Linked DNA regions of Rattus norvegicus: region 1 is linked to region 2. The links are chromatin contacts, called in public HiChIP or PLAC-seq maps. All regions are on one chromosome and are shown on one strand. The core of a region is the stretch at or near the end of the contact, and the rest is flanking DNA. Distances in the headings are between cores, read along the strand shown. Region 1 overlaps LOC102546462 (a long non-coding RNA gene). Region 2 has its middle 66 kb from the start of Serp2.

Region 1 (7,400 bases), core at 1,516-4,015, 170 kb after region 2:
TCTAGGCAGCCTAATGCTAACCTTTGAGTGTTTTGTGGATTTGGAAGCACATAAGAGAGACACGTGAATGAGTCTGAAGAACAAGCCTGGGAAATTAGCTCACAGAGGGTCCAAAGGCCAAGTGTCAGGAGCTTTACGGGTTGGTTGGACAAGGCACAGTGATTTCCCAAGGTGACTGGGAAAATCTGCAACAGCCTGACCTGTAAGTGTACAAGAGTAGCCTCTTAGAGTGGAAATGGATTCCCAGAAGCCATAACATTAAGAAGCCCAACACTAGGGGTAGGGTACCGCCCTAGAAGTTGTTAGCCACAGGGGCCTTAGGGGTCCCTATTGTCACTGCATGCAACACATAACTAAATGGGAAGAGCTTACTGCTGAACACGATGCACGTTGGATACGATGAGTTCAAGACCAAGTCCCTCTGCACCACTCTCAGAGCAGATGGGTCTGTGAGAGAGACAATATGACATTTCCCCCCTCTCTGGGGTCGGTTGTTGGAAATAGGTTTCATAGGCGCATTCATTGGAGATTTGCTGATATCTGACAAGCTGTCTTTGCAAATGCTTCTCCTTTTTATTCCTTAGGAACATCTGGATGGGGCCCGAGAATACCCTTAAGCCAGGAGCCCACAGAACAGTTTTAGCTGCACCTGGAGGAGGACTGCTGGCTTCTGGCATCTTCCCTTTGGGGCTTGTAGTTGCTTATCCTGAAGCAAAGCATGACCCTTTGAAGCATCCAGAAGGATGCAAACCACACCAGCCACCAGCATCGAGAGAGAGAGAGAGAGAGAGAGAGAGAGAGAGAGAGAGAATGAATTGGCTTTCCACTTGTCTCTGCTCACGTGCAACCCTGCCAGCCAGCAGCTACCTACCACACTTGTCTCTTTGAAATAAACTGAGAAAGAGATGGAGAGGGAAAAAAACCCACCAACAACATTTTATAAGGTAAGGCAACCATATAACAGGTAGGACAAGTATGAGGAATGCTTGAAACAAATATATATATATATATATGTGACAGTGTCACCTTCCTCTGACACAGCTAATGCCCTTGTGACAAAGGATGTCTACTTTGGGTGGGCAGGTAGTCACCTGTATTTTCCTGGGTCTACTGGAAGTCTACAGATCTCTTTTGAAGTCATTATTTAGGGAATACTTTTTTTTACAAGGTGCTCATTTTTCAATTTAGTCTCCCAGATTACCATTTTAAAAGTCTTTTATGTTATTAGATTTTTTTTTTGTTTAGTAGGCAACAACTGTATGCAAAATGCTGTCTATGGAGAAGCCTGCTTTTTACACTGAGTTAGGAAATGGAAACTTTCATTGTACCTTCAGTTTACTGGGGTTCACACTTAAAGAAATACCCGGGAGTTCAGGAACATGGTGCAGTGTTGACTCGGGCTGACACTAGGTGTTTCCTCACTCTCCTAGAGGATGACCCACATCCTCAAATTGTAAGGGGTGCAGAGGAAGCGAAGGTGGAGGGTGTGGCTGTACTTGGTCTCCTATGCTCGAGCACATGAACAGGGAATGGGAAAGTTTACCACTCGTAAAGAATCCTTCACCACTGAACTGTGTACCTTCTGGGCCCCCTACTCTGACACTTGGGGAATGTCTAGAGCAGCAGGGACCTCAGTTATGCCATGTACCTCTCTGTACTTCTCTGGTCAGAGGGGAAAGCACAGAGCTCCAGTGTGATTCTCTCCTGAAAGGGACCAAGTGTCTTCTGATAAATAACACTCAAGCATTTTTTTTTAATGAAGGCATTAAACTGACCTTCTTTTGAAATGAGCTCTACAGGGTAAACAAGGAGAGATCTTGTTTTCTCTTCATCCTGGAAAAATAACTTTTTTCCCCCTTTTCCAGCTCAGTACAGTTGACTGAATTGGAAAGGAATCTTATTTTCTCTGGAAAGATTTATTTGCCTAACAGTTGTGTTTTTGTATGTGTGTGTGTGTTGGCAAGAGCCGATAGATTTTCCAGAACAAGGGTCGTCTTGTTCACAGTTTGGAGGTGTCTAAGAACTGACGAGGGGATTTAATGTTGGGCAAGCCTGTTGCAGACTTAACATTCTGTATGGATTCTGAAACATTTCGGTCCCTGGACTTAGGGACCGAAAGGTGTGTTTTCTGGGACCTTGGCTGTTCAGTGTGACCGGACACATCAGCAGGCAGCAGACAAACACGATTTCTTCATTCTGTCCTTGTGACCCTCATGACCTATTGGGAAGCATCTGTATTTCTGTGCCCTAACATAGAAATCCAACCTTTTTCAAAGCTAAGTGTAGGCTTTTCCTCTTGGCCTACTCTGGGGTCATGGGTTCCAGGATTTAGAGAGCAATGTGTTAAATCCTTTCTGGCTGAGCTAGAAAAAAACCCCATAAAGGAATCACTATATTTCCCAATCTCCTGCCTCTTTCTCTATTCATTGAGCTTCTCAATGGATTTGAGAGAGTTTGAATAAATATTTCCCCCTTTGACATAAAATAGTTTTTATGAGTTCCCATTCCCCACCACCCTGTGTTCCAGACATTCTTGTAATAAAAACTATAAAACCCTATGCTCTGGGATATTTTCACAAACATTTCTTTGAACATAAGGAACCTGTGTCTTGTCCATCCAACCTCTCTATTTTAACACAAGGAACCAAACACATCTCTGAGCAGAGATTCTCTTCCTTCATTCTCCAGCTTCCAAGCCATTGCCTGCTAGGCCAACCCAAGGACATCTGGGCTGGCTTGTGTACAAGTGACTTGTCACTCAGCTGGCCCTGGCTCTGCCAGGTGTGTCTAGCCAACGTAAAGAGAAGGTGTTTTTCCTTTTAGCTCTGCTGTTGAAATGTTCACCACATTTCCCCCCTGCCTATTGTCTGTTTTTAAGGAAGTACAGACCAACAGAAAACAGAGGAGTCTGGGAATTCTCCTTTGTACATATTGGCTGCCAGCCTCTTTGTGTATTTAATTTAGTTTCAAAAAACCCCTACATAATTAAAGGAGGGGAAATGTAATTTTTCTTTGGCAGCCTGGTTTCTGCAAGGGAAACTGGCCGATAGCGTCTCCTCTAAACTGGTGCTGGGAGACTTGACAGGCCCCGATGTGTGCACCCTCTGGCCTGGCAGCACTGAGGCGCTAACCAACTGCACTGGGACAACTTCCTAGTTTGTGTGTTTTTTCCTAAGGCATGCTGAGCTTTTCCAAATCCATTCCTAGTGCACACCAAAGCAAGCCTGTGTAGTTCTTGGAATTGCAAACCACACTGATTTCTTTTGTGTTATGCATTCCGAGAGCTGAATTTGAGCTAAATGGATTCACACTTCCTTTAAATTTAGCAAGCACAGGCAGGTTCAGGAGAATCCAGGAATCTCCGTGAAAGAACCCCAGTACAGAGTTTGGGCTTTTCTTGTGTGTGTGTGTGTGTGTGTGTGTGTGTGTGTGTGTGTGTGTGTGTGTGTGTGTGTGTATGTTCCTATGTGTGTGTATGTGTGAGTATGTGAGTATATATGTGTGTGAGTATATGTGTGTATATGAGCAAATGTGTGTTACCCAGGGACCTCATACCTACTGAACACATAATCCTGAATTTCTTTCCCAGTACTTTCTCCCTAAATTCTTCAAACACCTCTGCCATCTTCATTGTTGGACAGTTGGTAATTGGGAATGGTGATCACAAACAAAAGGGAGAAAAGAGAAACAAAGTGGTGCTTGCACACCAGCAAAGACAACAGACAAGCAAAGAACAGCAAAGAACAACACAAGCAGAGTTGCTAGACCTAGACTTGGGCCCAGTTCTCAATGTTCATCACGTCTATGTTACCCCTGATGGGCTCCCAGCCCACTTGAGCTTCACCTTTTTCCTGGTCCTGATGTCTTCCGGGTGGTGCTAGTTATTCTGTGTCCTTTCTGTCCTCCACCAGCATCCTTTCCTACCTCACCCATCGCCAAGGTGCCAAGGTCACCGCTTCTACACGGTTCCTGTGTTTTCACCTCTCACCAATGGCCCTAAAAGTTGGTGGAAATTTAAAAAGCAGATTGTTTCCTGAGAAGCAAGCAAGCAAGCTCTGGAATGGAGTGTCGGCGAAGGATTAATGAATGCTGTCTTCTGGGTTTCTGAATGAAAGACCAGATGTTAAGAGGAAAAATTAATATGAAGAGAACTTCTTACCAAATTGTCGAGGCTGGCTACTCTTGGAGAGTTGGTGCTCACTCTGTTTCTGAATAATGTTAATGTAACACAATGGTTTAGAGATGGACCATAGAAGCAGCTAGCCTCATAGAGTATCAGAGAAGGCAGATACAACTTCTCTAGCCTGACATGAGCAGAGCAGGAAGGCCCCTGGGAAATGAAGGAAAGAAAACAAGGGCAGGCCTGAAGTGTTGTTCTTCACCAGAAAATCAGTGTTCTCTTTTGGATTGAGGATCTAAGTGGCTGGGCACCGAAGTGTTAATTAAACTCTGTGGCATAAAACCCAATCGAGGGTGAACATAATTGTATGACATCACCTTAATTTGTTGATGTTGGTGTGATAAGTCTCCAGTAAAGGGCACAAAATGCACATAAGATAAAACACATCACACAGGAGACTATGTGTGTCTGCAAATTAAGAGTAGATTTTTTTCTTTTATTTCTTTTTTTATTGGATATTTTCTTTCTCTACATTTCAAATGTTGTCCCCCTTCCTGGTTTCCTGTCTGGAAACCTCCTATCCCATCCCCTCTCTGCCTCCATGAGGGTGCTCCCCCACCAACCCACCCACTCCTTCCCACCTCCCCTCTCTGGCATTCTCCTACACTGGGGCATCCAGTCTTTACAGGACCTAGGGTCTTTCTTTCCACTGATACATGACAAGGCCATCCTCTACCACATACGTGGCAGAAGCCATGGGTCATTCCATGTGTACTATTTGTTGGTGGTTTAGTCCCTGGGAGCTTTGCAATGTCTGGTTGGTTGATATTGTTGTTCTTCCTATGGGGTTGCAAACCCCTTTAGCTCCTTCAGTCCTTCCCTAACTCTTCCATTGGGGACATCATGCTCAGTCCAGTGGTTGGCTGCAAGCATCTGCCTCTGTATTTGTCAGGCTCTGACACAGCCTCTCAGGAGACAGCTCTATCAGGCTCCTGTCAGCCTGTACCTCTTGGCATCTCCAAAAATGACTGGTTTGGTGACTGCACATGGGATGGATCCCCATGTATAGCAGTCTCTGGATGGCCTTTCCTTCAGTCTCTGCTCCACACTTTGTCTCTGTATTTCCTCCTATTAGTATTTTGCTCCCCCCTTCTAAGAAGTACTGAAGCATCCACACTTTGGTCTTCCTTCTTGAGCTTCATGTGGTCTGTAATTGTATCTTGGGTATTCGAAACTTTTTGGCTAATATCCACTTATCAGTGAGTGCATATCATGTGTGTTCCTTTGTGTTTGAGTTACCAAGTCCAAGTGGATCAAGGGCCTCCACATAAAACCAGATACACTGAAACTAATAGAGGATAAAGTGGGGAAGAACCGTGAACACATGGGCCCTGGGGAAAATTTCCTGATAAGAACACCAATGGCTTATGCTCCAAGATCAACAATAGACAAATGGGACCTCATAAAATTGCAAAGCTTGTGTAAGACAAAGGATACTGTCAATAGGACAAAATGGCAACCAACAGATTGGGAAAAGATCTTTACCAATCCTACAACCGATAGGGGGCTAATATTCAATATATACAAAGAACTCAGGAAGTTAGACTCCAGAGAACCAAATAATCTTATTTAATAATGGAGTACAGAGTTAAACAAAAAATTCTCAACTGAGGAATCTGGAATGGCCAAGAAGCACCTAAAGAAATGTTCAACATCCTTAGTCATCAGGCAAATGCAAATCAAAAGGCCCTCACACCAGGCAGAATGGCTAAGATCAAAAACTCAGGTGACAGCAGACACTGGCGAGGATGTGGAAAAATAGGAACACTCCTCCATTGTTGGTGGGATTGCCAGTTGGTACAACCATTCTGGAAATCAGTCTGGTGGCTCCTCAGAAAATTGGACATTGCACTTCCTGAGGACTCAGCTATACCTCTCCTGGGCATACACCCAAAAGATGCTCCAACATATAACAAAGACACATGTTCCACTATGTTCATAGCAGCCTTATATATAATAGCCAGAAGATAGAAAGAGCCCAAATGTCCTTCAACAGAGGAATGGGTACAGAAAATGTGGTACATTTACACAATGGAGTACTACTTAGCTATTAAAACCAATGTCTTTGTGAAATTCTTAGGCAAATGGATGGAAATAGAGGAGAAGGTTTTCAGAGTTCACGTGCACATTATAAGAAGTCTACACTAAACCATGGAGCATGACCCAACATTCCATTTTTTTATATTATTTTAGTCATTATTTTAGTAGAAAGAAGTAGAGCATAGAAAATAGTTCAGAAGGCGTAACTGCCTTCTCCACGAGGAGTCCATGAGGCAAAGGGAGCCTGGGCACATTCACGAGTACAGCGCAATTCATTTTAGACTCAAGCGTTTTGTAATTCTCTGATAACCTTGGCTAAGAAAATTAGCAAGAGGATACTTGGAAATCCTTTTACCTGATTTGCTTTAAACTCGTGTTATTGGCCGAGTAAAGAGATCAAAGCTAAAAATGCTGGAGATGTCTGTCCTACGCTCTGACTGCATGGAGAGTCTTCCTACACAAAAGTCTGTGTGTCATAGATATGCAGAATCAACCACTTCATATACTTGAACATTATTTACATGGGAGCGGTATTTCACTAAGCCTTACTTCTTTCTGCCTCAGTTTCCCCTTGTGTAAAATGTAGGTCCTGGAGGAGATGGGTTTGGCATGCAGAAAGCACTAAGTGTGGTGAGTTAGAGTCTGACCGGTTAATACGCTACTTCAGTACAGGACATGGAGGAGAGTACTCTATGCTAATGAATCTGTACAACACCATCCTATAATTCACTTTTTTTTCTTTTCTTTTTTTTTTTTTTTGGAGCTGGGGACCGAACCCAGGGCCTTGCGCTTGCTAGGCAAGCGCTCTACCACTGAGCTAAATCCCCAACCCCCCTATAATTCACTTTAATTGGTTAGTTTACTTATCTTGTCAACAATTAGTTTTCATAATATTGGAAACATTATTAAATCTACTTTCTCAACTGATGACCAAGGAAAACCATTGATCTGCACAACTGACCGGAAGCCAACGCCTTTGAGGGTTGCTGCCCTAGTAAGTTTGTGTAACTACCTTGTCAGGACTGGTGAGAGTGCTCACAGGAAGTAGTAAAATATCTTAGGCCACATTCACATTCAAACAGGAATGGAAAACCAAACCAGAAGCCCTCCTGTAAAGTGCATTAGCTCACAGTCCCACACCCCATTTTAAACAGGAAAGTGCGACAAGAAGCGAAGTGGC
Region 2 (7,665 bases), core at 5,147-7,646:
GCTGAGGAGCGTAAGAGCAGTGTTCCATTCTCTCTCGTGTCTTGGTTAAGGTTTCTGTGGCTGCATGGCCAAAAGTCAAGTCCTTGAGGAAACTGTTCATCACTGAAGGAAGTCAGAGCAGGAACTCAATCCAGTTAGGAACCTGGAGGCAGGAGCTGACTTAGCTTGTTCTTCAATGCCTTGCTCGGCCTGCTTTCTCACAGAACCCAGGACCACCAGCCCAGGGATGGCACCACCCACAATGGGCTGGGCCCTCCCCCATCAATCCCTAATTTAGAAAATGCCCTACGAGGCTTGCCTGCAGGCTGATCTTGTGGAGGCATTTTTCTTAATCGAGGCCCCTTCCTCTCAGATGACCCTAACTTGTGTCAAGTTGGATGAAGCTAGCCAGCATTCTCCTAGCTACTGTAACTCACCGTCCTCTGCTCACTTAGGACAAGGGTTTGGGGCTGGAAAGGCTGCTGTGACGTTTGCACTTCCTGTGCTGTTTACCCACACACCCACGACCTGAACTGGGTCCCCTCCTACCTCCGTGTCCTTTGATTTTAAAAGGTCAGAGATGGGACCATGGCGAGCTTATTCTTGCAAATGTTTGAAAGTGCATTTATAAAAGACATGTACTACATCACTGTCGCCCTCTCTGGAGCCAGGAGTGAGTAAAATGAAGGTTCAGTGTGTGACTCCGGGCTAGCTCTTTCCCCCTTACCGTGCCTCCATTTTTCTCTTCTGTAAAATGGGTCTATATTCCAATGTGTCCTATGGGCTAGAGGTGCAGGGAGGTGGTGTGGAAAAGCCCAAGACCATTTAGGTGGATGTAAATGTTCACACATCCCAGGATGATATGACACCTACTCCAACCCAACCCCTCCATTGTAAAGATAAGAGAGCAGAGACTCAGCTATGTTATTATCGCTGTGTGCATAAATAATGATTCTCACAGCCTCGCTGTTTGCTCTCGGCTGACCTTCTATCCTCCACAAGGCGGTTTGTTTTTTTAGCTGGGAAGGTCAGGCTCCTCAGGCTGCCTCTCCTCCTCCTCCTCCTCCTTATAAGGCGTTTCTTTGTTTCTTCTGGGGCCCCTTGCTGGACCCCCTGGCTGTCTTTCCTTATAAGGAAGCGGCTGGCCAAGCTGCTGCTCTTCTGGGGCCAGATTTGCCAAGGGCAAGCATTCAAGCCTCTAAGGCAAAGAGAGTTAAAAGTTACAGACCCGATGGAGAACTAAGCCCATCACAAGGGCATGCAGCCCCGTTGCCTGGCGGGTTTAGGGGGTGTGCAGTTGGACAGAGCCCAGCCTGGGGTGCCCGACAAACAGCTTTTGATCTAACGCCATACTGATTTCTGAACTGCAGTACCTTTAATGGCTGTTGGCTCTGATTTCCCAGGTTAATTTCCTGACATCTAAGGAGCTTTGTGTAGCGTGTGTTAACTTCCTGCCTTTTATGTCAGAGCCTGTGAACTGACAGAATCAGGGATCCAGCCAAGATAGCTGCGGGTGGGGCAAGCCTTGGAGACTCTGTCCTGCTGTGGTTTTTCCTTAGCTGTGCACTTAAGGCTCACTCTCCTTCTGATAAAAACACAATAGAAGGCTTCTTAAAGAAGACGTTGGGGTGCTGTGAAGGGATAGAGGGGCTGTCCAGTGTGTGGGTGAGAAAAATTCTCAGAGACATTTTCTGCTGGTTTTGTGAGTTTTGGAATAATGACCGAGGGGCAAAGACTCCCCCTACCCCATCCCAGCTCCTTCTGCTGTCTCCCAAGTACCTGTGGGCAACAGCAAAGGTCTCTACCACCCATCCCTTCCCCTCCCCCTTCTCTTCAGGCTTTCCTTTATATATCATTTCTTTGGCTGTCAGCTCTATTTTATCAGGGTTTGCTCAGCTGAGCTTCTGGATGGCTGGGCCCTACCTCTTTGTCTCAAGTAGCCAAAGCAGACAGGCACCTTAAACGAATGTTTTCTACCACAGCAGATGTTGTAACACTCACACCTTTTTGCAGGGTGGCAGCTAGACTCTCTTAACACCCACATCACAAGCAAAGGAGGAAGGAGGCCAAGTGATCTTTTTTACTGAGCAAAGGCAGAATTCCCTAATTCTAGAGAGGTTAGGGAGGCCCCTTAGCAAGGGCCTTAGAATCCATCTTCTGTAAGCTCATGAGAGCCTGGGTCTCTTTCAACGATTTCGCTTTTGTTCTTTTCCAGGCACAAGATACCTGGTGCTCAGAGCCCAAGAGCAAGTGGTCAGACTGAATGGCTTCCAGACGGTACTCTGACACCGTCTGTAACAATGGTGATGCAATAAAAAGAGAAAGCTTGTTTCTCCTTTCCCATTAGCCAATGGGATAATGCCTCCCACCTTCTCACATGTGTGTACTTTTGTGTGCATGGCATGGCTAGCGTGATCATACATGTGGAGGTCAGAGGACAACCTCAGGTGTTGGTCCTTGCTTTTTACCTTGCTCGTAATGGAGCCTCCTGGGCTGGAGAAATGGCTTAACGGTTAAGAGCACTGACTGCTCTTCCAGAGGTCCTGAGTTCAATACCCAGCAACTACATGGTGACTCACAACCATTTGTAATGAGATCTGATGCCCTCTTCTGGGATGCCTAAGACAGCTACAGTGTACTCACATACATAAAATAAATAAATACATCTTTAAAAAAAAAAGGAAATGGAGTCTTTTGATGCAGACTAACTGACCTATGAACTTCCTGTCTTTTTCGCCCATCTTGCCATAGGAACACTGGAGTTACAAGCATGTGCTACTTCACGTATATTTTAAGATCTGAGTTCAGAGTCTCACATTTGCCAAGTGCTTTGAGCCATCTTCCCAGCCCTCGTCTCTCAGTTCCTCTCAACTGGTATATTTCTTTTGCATGTTCTGTGTAGACTACTATGGATTGCTTCAGTGGTTCCCAGAGTGTTTCTGTGGGCTCCTGATAGAAATTTTCCAGCCCAGGACTTCCCATCTCAATGAGAAGCTCAGTCCAGGCAGCCTACAGGGATACCAGTTGCTATCTCTGGTGCTAAGGCAACTTTGCTGGGTTCTAAGGCCTCTCCCCAGCCCAGCATCCGCTAGTGGTTAGCAGAGACCAGTGTTCCTACTAGCAACGCTCTTGGCCATTTCACCCCTGTTTTCCCAGAGGTTGTTCCGAGCATGCGTACTGTACGACTCTGGTTTAGGTGGAACACAGGATTGCTCCTCAGAAAAATTTACTTGGAGAAAAAAGAAAAGCCAAAAGCAAAACAAGAACGAAAACCCCTATCTTCCCAGGAATTGAAAACAAACACATTTTTGAGATTCTTAGAAACAAACAACCCCAGACAAAACAAGGTCTTTGTTTAGGAACCCCCACTGTCTCTGCACAGTTCCCTTTCGCTTCCCTGCCTTTGTTTCTGTGTTTGCCCTTCCCAGGCTGTTTATCTGGCCTGGGAACACACACCCTCCTACAGACTCTGTGACCTTGAACCTTGCTATCAGTGACCTTGTGCCTTGGGCTTGCAAGGCAGCACAGATGAGTCCTGGGAGAATGGAAAGGGACTAAGTATAAATTGACTAGTATTCCGATGGCCCTGGAAGGAAAGCCTTGGGAAGGGCGAGAGGCCACCTGGGACCTTGGTGGGACAATGCAGCCAGTGTAGAAGGAGCTGTCTCTAGTGAGGAGCCAAAATCTGCCAAAGACCCCCTAATCCAGGGGCCATCTCCAGTCCTGGCCCTGGCTCCCCAGGGAGACTTCTGAGACCTTGGACTCCTCAGACCTGTGCTAGGTTAGGGGTAAAAACAAGGGACATTCCTCCTCTGGGAATGAAGGAGGAAAGGTCACAGTGGGAGGTTTCCTTTGTGAAAAATGGGGGTTGTTAGCATTCTGTCTCAGCTCCGCCCCCACAGTTACCTGGCAACAGCCAGGTGTGCCTGACTCACTATAAAAGGGGCTGCTCGCCCCTCCTCATGCCTTTGCTCTCTTATTCTCTCTTGTTCTTGCCTTCCGTTCTCCCTTTCCATGTGCTCATGGCCGGCCTCTACTCTTTACTTCTCTCTCTCTCTCTCTCTCTCTCTCTCTCTCTCTCTCTCTCTCTCTGCCTCCCCCACCCCCACTACCCTCTTAACTCCCCTCCGCATGCCTTGAATAAACTCTATTCTATACTATACCGTCCTTGTCAGGTGGCTGGTCCCTCGGGGGAAGGGATGCCTCAGCTTGGGCACACAGAGCCTCCTTTCCATACCTCCCACACCTCTACAGAACATATCCCCACTCTCTTTATCTTTTTATAAACACATCAGGGGTGACAGAGACCAGTTCTAGAACCTTAAGACAGCTTCTAGTCCTAAAGCAGAGGTTTCCCAGAGTGGGAGGAAAAAGGTTTTTTCTTAATATCAGCAGGATATACCTACTGTTGTGATTTCTTACTTAGCACCCTTTTTAGTCTTTCCTGTTTCTCTGCCATTCTGCCACCTCCCCAGTGTGTTCCCATTCCTGAGATTGCCTTACAGGGAAAGTACTCTGTACGTAGAGCGATTTTATGTGTTCATATAAGCTCCATCTTCTCCGTCTTATTCTCAGAGCTAAATAAAACATTTATTCGAAATAGTAGCAATTTCAAAGGGCTGGAGCGGTATAAAAAGCCCCTGTTGGGGAAATGTTAGGCAGGCAAAGCTGTTCTTGCTTATCCTTGGCTCTCGGAGCCTCAGTTTCTGTCTTGGTCTTTTTGTTTCTGTCATTATGAGGTTCTACAAGCAACCTCACAAACCATTTTCTCTGTGCGGCCTGCAGCAGTACCAGTGCGGACAGGGGTGTGCCGGTGAATAATGAACAATGGCATTTTTGGGGTAAGAGCCTGGGAGAAGCTCTGATCTGTAGCATAGGCTGGTCTTCATGAGCAAATATTCCTTACCGTGGCTAGTTGTGACATGATGGCAGAGTTTTGGAAAACTCTCAGTAGGTCCTCATTGGTCTGCCCACTGCTCAGTCAAGGCAGGTGTAACCAACTTGTGTCACCTAATTATACTATGACCGAAGAGTACAGTTCAGTAAGATAATTGGGAAGTGAGGCGTCCTGAGGTGGAGAGATGCTAAGTGTTTAGGAGCACAGAGTGCTCTCGCAGAGGACCCAAGCTCATTGTTCATTTCCTAGTGTCAAAGTTGGATGCACATAACCACCTGTGACTCCAGCTCCTGGGGACCCAGCATCTTTTTCCAGACTCTATGGGTACCAACACACACACACACACACACGCACGCACACACACGCACACGCACGCACGCACGCGTAATTAAAATATATACCTGAAATGAATTCTGAGAATTTATTCTTGGAAATGTAATTTTGGTGATTGTGAGGGTTTACTATTAATAACGGCCAAGTTAGCAAGGGACTCACGAGTTTCTGTTTAGCTTTCCTAACTGACCTTCTAGGACAATGCTGTTGTTGGAGGTGCTAACCCTGGTATGGCCTTGGCTCTTCTGAAACTTCTGGCTCACTTTGTCAAGCACAGATGGGACATTTCGCTCTGAATGTCACATTGAGATGATAAAGTAAACAGCAGTGAAAATAACTTCCTCTTCTCCCGGCCAGCATCCCTTTCTGTCTTTAAGTTAGAAATATTGATGTTGCCTTTGCACTTCCTGATCTTGGGGGTTTCAGCTCTTCCCAGCAACTGTTGTCAGTCAAGTCAGAGGACAACTTTGGTGCCTCAGGCACCATCTATGCTTATGCTTTAGATAGAATCTCAAGCTATCCCAGAACTTTCCAGGCAGCCTAGATTGGCAGCCCAGCCATCCCCAGGGATTCTGCTTGTCTTTGCCTCCCAAGTGCTTGGCATGACAAGTGTGGGCAAGCACACTGATATTTTTGTAGTTTTAATGTGTATTCTAAGGATTGAACTTGGGTCTTCATGCTTGGAGAGCAAGTAAAATGCCAGCTGAGCTTTCCTTCCAGCCTTGGGTATCATGACTATCTATTGGGTATCCTGTCTGTCTGTCTGTCTGTCTGTCCATCCACCAACCATCTATCTTATCTATCTATCAACCATCTTATTTGTCTATCTATCTATCTATCTATCTATCTATCTATCTATCTATCTATCTATCTATCTATCATCTATCTATCTATCACGTATCCATGCATCTATCCATCATCTAATCTCTCTGTCTCTGTCTCTGTCTCTGTCTCTGTCTGTCTCCCTCCCTCCCTCCCTCCCTTCTTCTCTCTCCCTTCTTCCTTCACTTCCTCCCTTTCTTCCTCCCTCCCTCCAGAGCCTCAGTGTGTACCTCTGGCTGGCCTGGCACTCGCTGTGTAGATGAGGCTGGCCTAGAGCTCTTGCTCTAGGAGCCCCTGCCTTCCAAGTCCTGGGATTAAAGGTGCTACCACATTTGGACCTGGGGCTCGTGGCTTTTTAAAGCTCTGTAGAGGTATCTAATCTGCAGCCTGGGCTACTTATCTCATTAATCCTGTCCCCTAGTGCAGTAGAGTGAAAGATGGGCTTGAACCCATCAGGATGGTGTGTGAATCTTGGCCTTGCTGCACAGGCGCCTCCTTGGCTAACTACACAATCAGAATAATAAGTTCTTTCATATGCGATTATATAAAAATGGCTTAGTCCTGCGCATGACTTAATAAAAGCCTTGGGTTCCCCACTCCATCTTTCAGTGGCCACCTCGTTGATCTTGTCTGTCATTCCTCCTGGACCTATACATAACCCAGTATTAGTCTTCAATGAGTCTTTCTCCAGAGTCAAAGCTATGTTCAGATACCTTGGCTGGCTCCCCACTCGCTAAATGAAATCTCAGTCTGCTCTGCCTCTTTCATAGAGTCTCAAGGGTCTCACCTTCCGCCAGTGAGAGCGCTTCTGTCTGTCACCGGGCTGGAGCTTCCGGCCCAGCTGTCAGTCCATCTGAGGCTTTGGCTCCTCCGCTGTCTTCCTACTGTGACTCTGATATACTTTAAGGGTATGGGGGCTTATGTACAGGAAACCGGAAAGGGGAATAACATTTGAAATGTATATAAAGAAATATATCTAATAAAAAATTAAAAAAGAAAGAAAGAAAGAAAGAATGCTCTCCCTACTCCTCTCAGGCTGTGGTAACTGTGAGAAAGATGCTCATCCCCTCTCCCAACTCCCAGGAAGTCCTCCTTCTACCCCCACTCAGGGCCGTCTCCTTCGCTCAGTCGTCTGTCGCTTGATGCATTCGTGCCCCCTCCAGCATCTTTAGACATTTACATTTCAGATTTTCAGACTGAAGCCTTTTAGATGACAGACAGGGACTTCACTGTTCTCACAGCCAAGGCTGTCCCTGGGATGTGGCCAACGAGGGTGGCTGATTATACAAAGTGACAATCATCCCTACAGCTTGAAGCTGCTCAGATTGGAGGACAGGGAAGAGGCTAAATAACTCCAAGCTTCCCTGAGCACAATGTTCAGGTGACACAAGGCTTTCTTAGAGCAGTTCGTCTTCACCTCTACTTCTTCAGTCTGTCAAAGTGACAGCCGCACTCAGTGTCACCTGAGCTACTCTGGGCATTTGAGAGGATCCTTGCCCATCTGGGCATTCAAAGGGGGTGGGGATCATTGGCCCTGAGCATTCATTGCAGCAGCTCCTTGCACAGCCTTGTCTGCCCCGTGAACTCAGGAGGTATGGAAAGCAATAGCAACCGATAAAAGGTCCCTAGTGGCC

The links. HiChIP or PLAC-seq counts read pairs in DNA pulled down with a chosen protein or histone mark.
Region 1: a contact with region 2 is called in an H3K27ac HiChIP or PLAC-seq map of oligodendrocytes, with 6 times the contacts expected there. The contact joins two enhancer-like sites. A contact is called at or near these places in 2 of 12 Hi-C or Micro-C datasets (kidney and liver) and 1 of 1 datasets of contacts at active chromatin or transcription factors (oligodendrocytes).

The regions. Positions count from the first base shown.
Region 1 is chr15:58,550,931-58,558,330 of GRCr8, forward strand. It overlaps LOC102546462 (a long non-coding RNA gene), which reads left to right. Exons shown (of 7, transcript XR_010058214.1): 2 at 585-944. Among named protein-coding and RNA genes, the nearest start is that of Serp2, 240 kb to the left of the region's middle. Within about 2 kb of position 2,766, at least 16 of the 93 cell types and tissues checked have an H3K27ac peak or open chromatin away from gene starts, as enhancers often do.
Region 2 is chr15:58,375,550-58,383,214 of GRCr8, forward strand. No RefSeq gene overlaps it. Among named protein-coding and RNA genes, the nearest start is that of Serp2, 66 kb to the left of the region's middle. Within about 2 kb of position 6,397, at least 11 of the 93 cell types and tissues checked have an H3K27ac peak or open chromatin away from gene starts, as enhancers often do.